Linked DNA regions of Bos taurus: region 1 is linked to region 2. A link is a contact called in public Hi-C data. All regions are on one chromosome and are shown on one strand. The core of a region is the stretch at or near the end of the contact, and the rest is flanking DNA. Distances in the headings are between cores, read along the strand shown. Region 1 overlaps MLLT10 (MLLT10 histone lysine methyltransferase DOT1L cofactor). Region 2 has its middle 30 kb from the start of SKIDA1.

Region 1 (3,548 bases), core at 598-3,097, 240 kb before region 2:
AGTCCCTCGACCCTGAATGCACATTCTCTTCTACCTCTGTGTCAGAAAGTCATGCTCCTTCACCTTTTATTCAGATCTTTGCTCAAAAGTCATCTGCTCAGTGGCTGGACCATCCTATCTACCACGGCTCTCCCCCGACTGTCCTCTATTCCCTTATCCTGCTTCATTTTTCATTCCAGTACTCATCACTACCAAAAAATATGTATCTAATGTCCATCTCCCCTATCAGAATAAAGCTACATGAAAAGACAAGTCTTGTTCACCAGAGTCTACCAGAGCAGCACAATAATGTTCTAATACCTGTCGATGAATCCATACAATTAACATCACTGCAGGTATCATAGACTAGACCATGTCACTTCACAAAGTGGGTAATCTATACCTACACACTGAATACTTATTATAACTTTGATCACTTGCTCCTAATAAAGATCAAATATTATCAAAAGGAAGAACTTACTGGTGTGAGCTGTTGCGAATTTAACAACTGCTGGAATTGCTGTTGATGAAGAAATATTTGTCTTTGCTGGTCAGAAAGTAATCCTAGTCCTGAGGCACTGAAAAATGATGAAAATTCTTACTTTCTACTGTAAACCTCTTTTTTTTAAATGTAAAATGAAAGAACTTCTCAATTTGATGTTTAATAAGTTAACAAGTCAAGTTTTTAACCATAACACTTTTTGAAAAACAACGATGTAAAAATTTCTTCTCTCTCTCTGCACATATACAGGTAACCAAGAATTCACATTGTCAATAAATGTTTTGGTTCCCTTTTTATTGTAAACCAAGCAGGTACTAAATTGTTCAATGGAATAAAAATTTATATGCACATGTAATACTTTATTTTCAATCATTCAGGGATAATTTAACCCACATAGTAAAACAAAGAAAGAATCCAAACATACTACTAACTGATTTTACTTAAACTTTTTTTATGGTCCCAACTGTCAGTAAAATTAAGCACCAACGAAAAGACAGCCAGAAGAAACAGTTTACTACTATCCACTACAAATCCATTTAAAATGATTTATTCCTCAAAAGTATGTGCAATAACAACATGGCTTTGCCATTCAAATGAAATTCCAGCACAATGAAACAGCAAGTCTCACTCCCTGGAAATTCAAGATAAATATTTGACCTTCATCTTATATCAAAATCTTTGATTACAAAGCTAACAAAATTACATAGCTGAATTTTAAGAAACCAACATTCATATGTGATCTTCATTACAATATTACTTTGCTCCAGAATTTTCAATACATGAGGTTAAGAAAAATAGCATTTAAAACAGACATTACAGATCAAGACTGAAATTTTCAGTACAGAATATATTTAATGCTTATGCTTTGCTTCTCAAAGTGATTTAACTTTGTATTTAATCTGAATTACTAAAGTGTCAAAAATAAATGGCTCCTGGTATAATATATTTAGCTTGTGGATTTTACTTTCTTAGAGCACATCTACAAGGGACACATTAAAACATCCCTAACTAAAGCATGGATAGCTTGGTACCATGTTGCTCTAAAAACTGCCAAAGATACTTAAGTAAGTTTCTTACCTGTTAGTCAGTGTAGCTGGCATTGGATGTGTTGCATTAGGTGGTACAGTTGTGTGGGTGAGGGGGGTAGGGTTCTGGGATATTGTGACAGGGGTCTGAATAACCCCATTTAAAGCTCCTACAATGCCATTAATTGCCAGTTGGTTACCTGGCAAAGCTCCAATTATTCCACCCACTCCAGGCACGGCAGGAATGGTGGATGTTACAGTCGGCATTCCACTAGCCAGTGCCCCCACTGTCACACCATTGACCTGCTGAACTCCGCTAACGCCTGAGCCCTGCTGAGCTGGACTCTGCCCGGCAGGAGGTGGAGTAGAAAGAGCCGATGAGCTGCTGGTGCTTTGTCCGCTGGAGGTTAAGTCCTAACATAAGGAAGAATAGGAACCAAGTTGTAAACAACACAGCAAAAAAACAGTTTAAAATTATTTTAAACCATTTAACGTAATATACCGTTGTTTGTAAGTAAAACACACAAATGAAATTAACCATACCGAAATTACCTGATTTAATACAGGAAGAGAATTATCAGGTAAAAAGCTGTTTCCTAGATGAGGGCTCTTACTGCTGTTCAAGGAATCAGTAGTAGGAGCTAGAAAAGAAAAAAGACAAAAAGAAGCTTATTTACCTGTTGAATTACATTACATGTAAGATTAAAGGTTTGTCTAAAAGCTTAGTCTGAAGCCCACATTAGAAACACTTAAATTTTAAGCCTTGCTATTCTTAAGACCAATCTGAATGAAAAAAATCTGTATCTCTATTGAATACCATGGCTTTAAATCAATAGATATCATCATATACTTAAATTTTATCATTAAATTCTGTACTAAAGATGTTAGAGCAAATTCAAGTTGAACATTGAACAGGATTCTTTATGCTCCTCTAAAATAACCTGTTATTCCTTTTCTACATCTTCATATAACTGGTGACCACTTATTATTCACTTATTATGAAAAAAGTAATGAAAAGTTCATCCTACTTTCCTTAGATCCACAATAAATTTACACTTACCATTCTGTGCTGGAAATGCATGCATTTGATGAGATGGGCTGGGGTTTGCTGTTATTGTTGGAAAAGGCACTGAGAGCTGTGCATTCAATAATTGAAGGCGTTCCTTTTTGGCAGTCAAGTTTTTAATCTGTTCCTCTAATCTTCGATTTTCTACTTGAAGTTGATGTAATGACTTCAGCATCCCTAAAACTAGCAGAGATTTGAATAAAGACAATTTCACACACAGGACCAGGTACTTTATGGACTTGTGTCAGTAACTTTAGAAATAAAACAGAAAAGTAGAAATTCTGTAAAGCATTTCTAAGTGACAAGGTTCTATTTCTAAATTTATGCAGATACAAATATATAATAATATATTTCTACCTATGTAAGCATAAAGGGATATTGTTCCAAGATGTACTGCGTAGAAACTTTGTTGCCACTAACAAAAAACCCAAACCTAGTTCAGGTAACTTCCATTCTCAAATAAAAATCACAGGAACATTTGATTTTCATCAAAATAAAAGCCTAATTAAAAATTCAAAGTGCCCGCCATGATTTTTCATTAAAATCATTTTTTAAAGGTCAAAGAATCACACACAACAATGTCCTTCGACACAAATAAAGAGCACAAGCATTTTTTGTTGTTTGGTTAAACTAAGCAATTCACCGGAGGACACTGGATGAGGAAGCCCAGCGGCTCAGCCTGCGGATCCACACACGCCCAGCAGGGAGCAGTGTACGCGCACCAAAGCCCTACTCCTGGCTCCCAGGAAAGGCATGTCCTCTGCACACAGGCTGTCCTGTTTCACCACCTCAAATACTTTTTCCATCCCTGCCACAGCTCGGACCTCTCAACGGACAGCAGAGATGCCATGATGATGGACACTTTAAAGTTCTATGTATTAAAAAGTTGTATTTGTTTAACATGCCCTCAGGGCCTTCAAAAGACACAATTCTACTGGTACAGACACATACGGTCATTTCCCAAGGATTTAACTTT
Region 2 (3,886 bases), core at 485-2,984:
GTTTTAAAAGATTAATTAAAATTGAAGTGATACGGAGCAGGAATTCAACCTGCAGAGGCGTCCCAAGCGCCTTGGGGGGCTTTTGCAAGCGACTCTCAAGCCCAAACTAACTGGCTTTCCCGAGCCTGGGACGTAACTCTCCGTCTCCTGGAGAGGAACGCGGAATTTGGCAAGGCGCCCGCCTGGCCGCCTGGCATTCCGAGCTGGCCGCCAGCTCTCGGGGGTGGGGACGGGGTGTGTCCGGGGGAACCCGCTGCGGAGAGAACTGCTGGCGCGGCTCTCCATGAGCCAGTAAGGTCCAGGGTCACGCCGAGAGGCCTGAGGAGACTCCGGGAAGCCTCCAGCCGGTGGCTCCGGGCCTCCTAATCTCCGGGCGGAGCGGGGAGCGGGGTACCTACTTGGTATCCGGGCTCGTGGAGAGCCCGTTCTACGGTTGCAAGAGCGCGGGGCGCCTGCCAGGCGAAGGCGCATCTCCAGCGCCCACGACGTGAAGGGCTCGGCCGCTGGGTTGCGGCTGCTGGGCCGGGGCGCGGGCGGGCCTGCACCGGCAGTCCTGCCTCTTCGGCTCAGAGTCGGGACTCCGGGAGGCCCTGCACTATTCAGTCGCCCTGCCACGTCCCCTCACCTCTCCGCTCACTTTCCCACCCCGGCTTCTGCCCTCCCCCCGCAGCCCTGTCCCCTCGCTCCACTGCGCGACGCCTTCGCCCGAGTAAGAAATCAGCTGCGTGCAGCTGTAACTGTACTGAAGGAGATACAATCGCGGGAGCCCTCCGGGTCGCGCCCGGCGGACAGGCGATGCGGGTGGCGCCCCAGAGAGTAGATGGGGGAAAGCAGGAGGCGTTTGTTTGCAGTTCGCCTCCCCGGGGCGCGAACTACAGTGTCTCTGTCTCTCCACTTGGGGGGCTCGGGTCCTGACCGTGAGACCGCGCCACGCGGGCCCTCTCCAGACTGCGCGGGCGGGCCGGGTTGCGCGCGCGTAGCTGCATAAGCCGCGTGGTGGGGGTGCGGGCCGGGCGGCCTCCGGGCTGGAGCCGCCCCTCCGCCCTGCGGCAGCGCCGGGAAACCCCTGCCTCTGCGGCGGGTGCCGGGGGAATGCGAACTAAAAGGGTCCCCGGGGATTCTCCGCGCAGCGGAGGCGACGTGGTTTCTCCTCCCCCTCCCTTCTGCCTCTCCCACCCTCTTCTCGGAGACCTCGGAGTGGCGGAGAAGTGGGAAGGGAGGCCGGTAAACCGACGGTGAAGGCCTGGAAGCGGGAACTTGGGGACTCCAGGCGGGCCAGGAGGCTCTGGGACGCGGAAAGGGGGCGTGGGGCCAGGAGGACTCGGCTGGGGCAGGCTGGGCGGAGGCGAGGCGAGGCGAGAGTCCCTTCCTCTTCGAGTAGCGCAGTGGGAACCTCTTCCCCCGGGAACCCCCCACCCAGCAGCTCCCAACCTCGAGAACAAAGGGTCTGGGAAGCACGGTCGGGGTCGGGGAGCGGAGGTGGAGTGAGGCAGGAAGGCAGGCAGTGGGGGCAGGGAAGGACGCCTCGCCACATTTCCTCTCGCGGCCGAAAGACGGAAAGCTCCCTCCAGCAAACGCCTCGCTGAGGCCGCTTCCAAATCCGGGAGGGCTCGGGTTCCTTACCTAACGGCTGCACTCGCTCCCTTCCTCCCCCAGCGTCCCCACCCACTCCAGGGACCGCGGCCCGGGAGCTGCCAGGCAGGCGGCTCGCCGCGGCGAGGGCGGAACCACGGGGCAGCAGCGCCTCCTGCAGGTGCCGGGCGCCTCCGCAGCCGCCGCGCAGCGCCGACCCTTAAGGTGGAACGGGCCTCGTTCCCCACCCGCGCTTTCGGCTATTCCGCAATCTTGCTTCCACCCGCGGCGTCTCCCTCAAGAAGCGGGCCTGGCGGTCCAGAAGGGTCGGAGTCTGATGGTTCCTGCTGCTATTTCCTTGATCCCTTGACCCCACTATCTGCAGATCCTCGTCTGCGGATGCCCCGGTATCGATTTCGACAATCACAATTGATAATTCCCTGCTGGTGTAAAAGGATGCGTAAGTCACGCGTCTGGGCTGAAAGACCAAAACGGCGTTTCTTTTACTTAAAAGCAAACTTTTATTTTCGTTTATTAAAAGCAGAAGGCCTGCAGGGAAGGGTCGCCGAGGGTTGTTGGCCTGTCCCTGGGTCTTTTGGATGCATGGGTTCTGGATGAGCCTGGCGGTCTGGGAATCGCATTCAGCGCCCACAGCCCGCAAACTCTTGGTCAGGTGCAGGTGCAAGACGCCGGGGAGGAGCGGTGGGCCCATAGAGAACCCCCTCCTTTTGCATCTCCGGCGCCCCGGCTTCAGCTTACTCTAGCCGGGAGGGCTAGTTAATTTGGTGAAAGCAAGGAACGTGGAGAAGATGGAAGAGCAGTTTTTCTTTCTTTTTGTTTTAGCTAGATGTGCGTGTGGGTATGAACTCATCGATTATTGGACAAGTGACCTCATCGAACTCGAGATTACTGGGGAAAACCTACGAGGCCGGCACGTAGCCCGGGAAAACCCCGACCAGGGCACTAACAAGCCAGCTCTGGTTCCGGTGCCATCTGCAGTAAATTTCTTTCCTTTGCTCTTCGCTCCTCGGCATCTTGGAGAGGGGTCCCTCAGGAGTTGTCCCAGGATTTCCGCACACCCAGGGTAGTCTCAGAAGAAAGCTCAGGTCCCGGCGCCGGGAGGGCGCGGGGGAGGGGAGGCGGTGCGGGCAGGGGCGGGCAGGAGCTTGGAGTCTACCTGAAAGGTGGGAACCTGCCTCCCCCGACCCCCCAGCCTCGGCTCCGCCCTCCCCCCCCCCCCGGGCCCCGCCCCAGCGAAGCCGAGGCCGCGGGTCTGGCCCCGGCGGGAGGAGCTCGCTCCGGCAGGTGCCGCAGGGTCACGCCTGCCCCGGGGGTTGCAAACCGCAAGCGAAAGTCGAGAAGGGTTGGAGCTTTGCCTCTAAACCGTTTTACACTGTGAAAACCGCAAAGCTGTTGCCTAGCCGGCCACTTTTTAATTGGGAGGCAAACAGACGAAAAACCAAAACAAACGCGCGAGCTGACTTTCCTTGTGTTTTTCCTTCTCAATGAAGAGCCCGTTCTCTGGTGAAGAGGGAAACGGATCCGCGCCCACGTTTGCTCCCTTTGGGTCCTGGACTGGCGGCGCCCCCAGCGCGAGGGGCGGCCGGGACTGGTGCCTCTCCCCACCCTTTTCCCCCACCTCGTGGTTCTCCACGCGAATCCAGTCTCTCCACGAGTCACCCTGGGGCCAAACGCGCCGGGCAAGTTCCATCCGGCGCTTTCTCACTGGGGCCGAAGGGCAGATAGATGGGGGCGCTTGGGCAATGAATTATCCCCGGACCCAGGTTCCCCGGTCGCCAGGCGCGGGAGGAGGAGGAGTGGTTTGGGCCTCCAGTCCGCGGTCTCGAAGATCCCAAGCTGACTACAAGAAGCACTTGTAGTCTCGTAGCTTTCCCTGGGGGAAAGCAGACTAGTAGACACACCGCGCCGCGCCTGAGCAAGTTCTCAACTTGCCGAGAGCCCTGCTGGGGTTGCTCCGCCCTGGCGGGAGGCCCAGAGAAGGAGTAGGGGTGCAGGAGACCTCCCGGGTCAAGTGGGCCGAGTTTCGGAATAGCCAGTGTCGCCTTATCTCTTTGATATGTTAAGAAGGGTCCTTCGTGGAAAATCACTTTTAGTCAACTTTGTTGTCGTGGAGTTATAAGGAGGGAAGGAAAGCAAAAGAAAGGAGACAGACCTTATAAAAAAAAAAAACTTGGGGAAATGGAGTGGTCAGATGGTGGAGAGGGAGGAAGGCAAGGAAGGGTAGCGAAGGCTTTCCTTCTTCGTTCTTTAAAAGTCCAGCACTTTTTTTTTTCTAAATCAAAATAGAGAGCCA

The links. Hi-C and Micro-C count contacts between places; a contact is called where the count stands out from the background.
Region 1: a Hi-C map of liver shows a contact between it and region 2, with 3 times the contacts expected there. The contact joins two enhancer-like sites. A contact is called at or near these places in 3 of 11 Hi-C or Micro-C datasets (liver, skeletal muscle and skin fibroblasts).

The regions. Positions count from the first base shown.
Region 1 is chr13:22,943,415-22,946,962 of ARS-UCD2.0, reverse strand. It overlaps MLLT10 (MLLT10 histone lysine methyltransferase DOT1L cofactor), which reads right to left. Exons shown (of 23, transcript XM_025000955.2): 18 at 2,567-2,755; 19 at 2,059-2,147; 20 at 1,559-1,920; 21 at 461-557. Among named protein-coding and RNA genes, the nearest start is that of MLLT10, 200 kb to the right of the region's middle. Within about 2 kb of position 1,847, at least 2 of the 102 cell types and tissues checked have an H3K27ac peak or open chromatin away from gene starts, as enhancers often do. A contact at or near this core is called in liver, where this site is marked.
Region 2 is chr13:22,707,414-22,711,299 of ARS-UCD2.0, reverse strand. No RefSeq gene overlaps it. Among named protein-coding and RNA genes, the nearest start is that of SKIDA1, 30 kb to the left of the region's middle. Within about 2 kb of position 1,734, at least 63 of the 102 cell types and tissues checked have an H3K27ac peak or open chromatin away from gene starts, as enhancers often do. A contact at or near this core is called in liver, where this site is marked.